Regions from separate parts of the Sus scrofa genome. Here region 1 is linked to region 2. Evidence: chromatin contacts called from public Hi-C data. All regions are on one chromosome and are shown on one strand. The core of a region is the stretch at or near the end of the contact, and the rest is flanking DNA. Distances in the headings are between cores, read along the strand shown. Region 1 holds the start of RBM4 (RNA binding motif protein 4). Region 2 holds the start of DPP3 (dipeptidyl peptidase 3).

What was found. A called contact is a pair of places that touch in the nucleus more often than the background predicts.
Region 1: a Hi-C map of liver shows a contact between it and region 2, with 5 times the contacts expected there. The contact joins the promoter of RBM4 here to the promoter of DPP3 in region 2. A contact is called at or near these places in 2 of 47 Hi-C or Micro-C datasets (heart right ventricle and liver) and 1 of 2 datasets of contacts at active chromatin or transcription factors (alveolar macrophages).

The regions. Positions count from the first base shown.
Region 1 is chr2:5,781,924-5,785,151 of Sscrofa11.1, forward strand. It overlaps RBM4 (RNA binding motif protein 4), which reads right to left and starts at 1,257. Exons shown (of 2, transcript NM_001123187.1): 1 at 846-1,257. The coding sequence starts at 1,257.
Region 2 is chr2:5,946,545-5,949,644 of Sscrofa11.1, forward strand. DPP3 (dipeptidyl peptidase 3) reads right to left here and starts at 1,475. Exons shown (of 18, transcript XM_005654654.3): 1 at 1-1,475. The coding sequence starts at 20.

The DNA.
Region 1 (3,228 bases), core at 7-2,506, 160 kb before region 2:
CTTCACTACTGCCACTCTGGCCATAGGAACTTCGATCTTAAAGCAAGAAAATAAAATACCTTCCAAATGAACTATCTATCCATAGTATCACTCATGCTCCCTTCCAGGCACACTAATAATTCATCTAACAAGGCTCCAAGACAACACCCATCCAAATGCTCTATTCACCAAGGATATTGAACCAGTCAAAAGGTATTGTCATCACTGCCCCCCAACTCAGAAACTCCTGAGATTAGCCTCAATTCTAAAGTGTTCTCATCCTCCAATCAGAACCTCTTAGTACAAGTGTAACAGAAAAACAGTAAGTACTATAGCTCTTAAAGACACTAGTTCTCTAAAAACTAGTTTAACAACTAATTACATTTACTGGGAAGCTGTAATTGGGATGAGGTGGGGAGTTTAACAGATAATCTTAACTCTTAAATAACATCGCTTAAGCCAGCTTTTGCCAGGTCCTCCAAATGCAAAATAACATGTGCTAAAGCAATAAATTTCAGAGTGGACCACTGCTATACGCTCCACTCAAAAAAAAAAAAAAAAAAAAAAAAAGACGACGACAAAACAACTAAAGAACTCTTCAGAGAAAAGGATTTCTGCACTAATAGGCATAAAAGCCTAGGGGCTCCAAACTATAGCCAAGTGGTTCTTCTCCTAGACTTGATTTGCTCTAAGTAAAGCCTCTAAACCACATGCTTTCTCCATTTTAAGTCCATCACCCACACTTAATCTTCACCATTAGCCTGCCAACAGCTGTATCTCTATCCTAGACCTCTTCCTTTACTTATCCAACCTATCTTCTACACAAAAACTTGTGCTCAGTCCTCTTCCCAAAGAGGGTGGTTCACCTTGAAACTCTGTGTTGTCAAGGCCTCTGATGGCCTCCACTGCATCCTCTGCCCGCTCCATGTGTACGAAGGCATAATCTTTCACGATGTCACATTCGATGACTGGACCGTACTCCTCAAATTTGGCCCGAAGCTCTTTGTTGGTGCAAGTAGGACTGATGTTGCCTACGTGCAACTTTGTGGAGGTTTTGCTCTTATTCTTGCTGGCTTCCACGTTGATGTTCACCCCGTGCAGCTTGTAGTGGTGCAGGTTGCGAATGGCATCCTCGGCCGCCGTCTTGTCCTCTATGTGTACAAAGCCGTAGTTCTTAATGATGTCACATTCCAGCACCTTCCCATACTGCTCGAACAGTGAGCGGATCTCCTGCTCTGTGGCCTCCCGGGGCAGGTTTCCAATGAACAGCTTCACCATCTCGGACACAGCCTAGGCGAGAAGAAACAAAAATTCTAACAAAAGACCTCAGGCCCACATCAGTTACCAATTTCGGTCTGACAAATATTGCCAGTTTTCCCCCTCTAACACACTTCACACGCACACCTCTACAACATCATCAAAAGGAAATGGAAATAAGGAGGCCCGTTAGACTTCCAGCTGTGGAACCTATAAAAACATGAAAGCATCTATAACAGAGCTCTTTAGTAGACATAGACAAAGGATTTGCTAAGAGTTTCGTAGTTCTTCCAAACGGGAATGGAAACGAAAAGTGAGGGCATAAATGTAGCCCGGGGGGGTGGTGTTACTGGGCTTCCTATCCACTGTAAAAAAGAAATCTCTAACTACCCTGCTAGCTGGATTGACCGTCTGAAATTATGAACTGGGTCGTCTTCTCATAACCAAAGAATTAGCCACCATTTCCGGAAAATTGGACCTTGTAATAGCTACGTTTTAGGGCTTCCCTTGGAAGCAGTGAACCGGTGCCTTAGGCCGGAGACCGAAGCGTTCGGGGACCACAGGAAGTGCTGGAGCGGGGAACGCCTCTCTAGGGGCGCCGTCCTACAAGCTCCTGCAGAATAGAGAAACGCATGGCCGGAGAAGGGGGCTTCAGACTCACCAGCCGGCCAACGTCTCGAGGCTTGAGAAATTCTCGAAAAAGGATCTTAATTTCTAAGTCTAAGGGAAGCGCGGTTATCTCCGTGGAAACCACGAGGCTGTAAGCCAGGCAGAGAGGGCTAGGTGGGGAGAAGGCAAGGTATTCTCTGAGGAGATCGTGGGGGAAGGGCTGCTTCAGGCTTACCGCGCAATGCCGAGCACCGAGGTCGTCTCTCAGTGACGGGTGCGGAGGCCACAACCCCACTAGGACAGCCCTGAGGCGCAAAGAAGGAGTTAAGATTTAACGAGACAAAAGAAAGGCAGTGGAGGGGTTCGGAGTCGCTCACCCGCACGAAAATCAGCAGGGGCTCTTCCTCGCGGCGCGGACGCTCCTGACAAAACGCTAAAATGGCGGCGGCCGCAGAAGTGACTCTGGGTAGAGGGAGGTGAGCCTATCACAGGATTGGCTGCTCAATAAAGTAAAAGGCAGGCGTTCCCGTAGATCCTCTTCCTGATTGGTTACCACGAATGCCAATTACCTGAGGCCGGGAAGAGGTGTAAACGTCAGTAACCCCGAAGCGTTTAGACGAAAGCCAATGAGCACCTCTCTCGAGAAGCCGAAGTCATTGATTGGGTGAGAGGTCGGCGTGAAGGCGGAACTACCAACGTGGGCTTCGCTGGCGGGGTTCCGCCCGCCATTAGGCGGAGCGAGTTAGAGCTCTGGTGTGGCGGTGTTTAGCTTCATGGCGCCAACTTTGTCAAGCTTCCACATCTCGCCAATCCACGTGCGCTCCGTTTTGCCTTCTCCTCCAAATTTAAACTCCCGAACACCAACCCCTTGCAGCCACGATGCTGCGGATGGTAGCTTACGCAGACCCAGAAACCAGGTAAGAAAACAGCGTCCCACCTAAAAAAACCAGCCTCCTCCTTTGGCCAAGAATTTACACCGGATCCCGGAGCAAACCCCGAATTGAAACTATTTTCATGGGTGGTAAAAGGAACGCTTAACGGGTTCAGCTTCAATTAGGGTATAAAGTCCCCGAGGCGGGCTCGGTTGAGGGCTGCATCACTCGGGAGGCACCGTGGAAGCAAGTTCCCTGGGGGAACCAACCTCCCAGGGTCCAAGACGAAGAAAAGACTCCTCTGTGTGACCGTGGAGATCGAGCAAACACCCCCACCCTGCCCTGAGGAAAAAACTGGAGCAGAAAAGTTTTTTGCTTTATTTTATTGGGCGCCATCAACCAAAGCTGTAGGTTTATAACTCCTAGAACCGATCTTAGAGGGAAGAGCCTAATCACAACCAGCTATAAGCAAAATACAGTAACAGCACTCTGGATCCAGAGTCCAGCTTCC
Region 2 (3,100 bases), core at 225-2,724:
CCTGCTTCCGGCTCCCCCATTCATTGGGCTCCGCGAACTCCGCCCCCACCCGCCAATTGCCGGGCCTCGGGGCTCGGATGGGCGTCGACTCCAGCCAATAGGCGCGCCGAGGGGACCTCCGCCGGCACGCCGGCTTCCCGCCCCCAGGCGCTACGGGGCCCTGCGCGGCATGGCCCTGCGGCCTTGGCCTCTCGTCCGCCGGGGGCGCTCGCGCGGGGGTCAGGAGTCTCCCGTGGCCGGCCGGGTGGTGGCCTAGTTACGACAGACTGGGCTGACCAGGTGCCCCGAGTCCAGGCCGGGCGGCGTGGCTGGCACGGACAGGGCACCGGGGATTTCCCCACAGAGAGTCCTGATCCCCGCTCTCTTGGGGGGTTTTCTGCGTCCTCCAACCTCTGTTTTGTTTGTAGGAACCTGCCCCTTGGGAGTGATGCCCCTTCCTCAGTGGATTCAAGGGCCGGGGATGGAGACTCTTCCGAGACTGTATTGCCTTCCGCGGGCTCCTGCCAGGGCCGAGTTGGTCCCACTGTGCGGAGATGCGGAGAAACGCCCCCGAGTGCTTCCCTGCGCCGCTTGCCACCAGCCTGGAGGGGCAGCAGCTAAATATCATCGAGCCGCAGTTTCCTCAGTAGAAAGCGGCAAGGGGCTTAGGAGTTTGCCGGTGCTTGCCGGGTTCCCGATGGGTGAGAAAGGCGCCTGTGACTGGGAAAGTTTGCTCAGGGTAGAGTCCATCCTGAAATCCGCTCTTGCATGTCTGGACAGACTCCCAGGAGGCTGGCCTGAGTGGGGAAAGGTTTGCGGAAGTGCCTAGTGACCAGCCTGGGCCCAGTGCAGAATACTGTGAGGGTCCCAGGTCAGAGAAAGGGGCAAAGCCAGGCCATCTAAGGTGGAATCAGGCTTCCACTGCCTACTGGCTGAGTGTCCTTGGAAAGGTCACTTTACCTCTCTGAGTCTTGACTTCCTCAGCCAAAACACCGAGCTGAAAATTGTCTTTACTGGAGGGATGTTGAAGGCTTGAGTAAGGTACTGACAGGGTAGTGCTGCCCCCTAGTGTTGTGCAGAGAGGACTGGAGGAGAGAGGACACCTGAAATCCACAGACCTTCCTTGCCGGGCTTTGCCACACTTGTGTCTATGCCCAGAGTTAGCAGCCGCCCACCACTGGTGCTGGTTCTCATTCACAAAAGGTGTTCAAGGCCCTGCTGAGCACAACCGTGCTGCTAACTGGTGATTTTGATGGTAATTATCACTATAGGGAGGAACTCAGAAAATAGCACCCCCCTCTTTTCTGTGCCTCAATTTTCACTGTCTTTAAAATGGGTGTAAAGCCTTCCCTGACTTGGATAAAGGAGGTAGTGCTGCTCATTGCCACCAGGGGGCAGCTTAGGCCAAGGAAAGATTCCAGTACTCCATGGAGCACCCCCAACCAAGCTGCTTTTTTTTTGCTTTTTAGGGCCACACCCATGTCATATGGAAATTCCCAGGCTAGGGGGCTAGGGGTGGAATACATGCTACAGCTCCTGGCCTATGCCAGAGCCACAGCAACACCAGATCTGAGCTGCATCTGTGACCTCTGGGCAACGCCGGATCCTTAACCCACTGAGCGAGGCCAGGGATCGAACCAGCAACCTCATGATTCCTAGCCAGATTCGTTTCCGCTGTGCCATGATGGGAACTCCCCAAGCTGCATTTTTAATCATCACAGCTAATACGAGCACTTCCTGAAGTACTGTGCTAGCGGCTTGACTTGGAGGATCTCATTACCTATTGTACATATGGGGAAAGTGAGGGTAATGGTTGTACTGACTTCCCTAAGGGTCCCTAGGAAGTCCTCGGGTGTTCCTAAAGTGGGGTCTAGACCTACTTAGACCTAACGACACAGTATCCCCCCACGTGCCCCAACACACACACACACACACACACACACACACAGTATCACATGGTCCACTCCCTGGAGTCATGACCATCCCCAGCCTTGGCTCTTTCCCATGAGAATGAAGAGGGATAGGTGAGAAAGTAACATTCAGTACATACAGGCAGTTCCCATCATGGCTCAGTGGGTTACAAACCCGACTAGTATCCACAAAGATGCGGGTTTGATTCCTGGCCTCGGTCAGTGGGTTAAGGATCTGGCGTTGCCATGAGCCATGGTGTAGGTCTCAGATGCAGCTTGAATCCTGTGTTGTTGTGGCTGTGGTGTAGGCCAGCAGCTGCAGCTCCAATTCAACTCCTGGCCTGGGACCTTTCATATGCTGCAGGTGTAGCCCTAAAAAGCAAAAAAAAAAAAAAAAGTACATACCATGTTACGGGTACTCTCCATACATTCACAACCATCTGGTGATGCAGGGAATGTTAGTCCATTTAACAGTTAAGAAGACTGAGGCTTCAAGAGTTGGAAAGGAGCAGAGCTGAGCCAAGGCCAGGGCTGTCTGGCCCCCCTCCACCAACATGTCTGAGTTCTTCCCCTATCTAGTTCCCAAGAAAGTGAGATGAAATCTAGGAAGAATTGAGTTCCTACTGCTCCGGATGTGTGTGCGCGTGTGTGTGAGAGAGAGTTGCAGTGTCTCCACATCCCCCCAGCATCCCATCTGGGTTCCCCCTCTGCAGCAGCAGGATGCTCTGGAATCAAAAATCTGATCACGTCCTCTTCTCACCACCAGCACGCATCCCCTGTCCTCTCAACAGCCCCAGGTGTGGTCTCTGTGGCTCCAACCAGCTGCGTGGATTGGGCCAGGTCCCTTCCCTCGGAATCTGTTCTCCCTCAGGCTCTGTCTTCCACTGGGGAAGATGCCCACATCAAGCTGGTACTCTTTTGATTTTTCCAGAATCTCCATCTACCTGTCTTTCCAGCTTTCTTGCCCCAGGAAAGGCCTGGAGCAACCCTAGCAGCACGCTGAGCTTGCCTTGGCTCTCAGACAGAGGTGACACTTAACCCAGGTGAATAGGGATCCTGTTCAGACTTGGACTCCATGGCAACCAAGGTCCCCCAGACCCCAGCCCCATGTCCCCACCCCTCTTTCTTCCTTTCTGCCCCTCCACACCCAGCTCATTGGTTGTCAAGCGTCTTCCTTGCTGCACTTTGGCCCATGCTGTCCCCTTACCTGG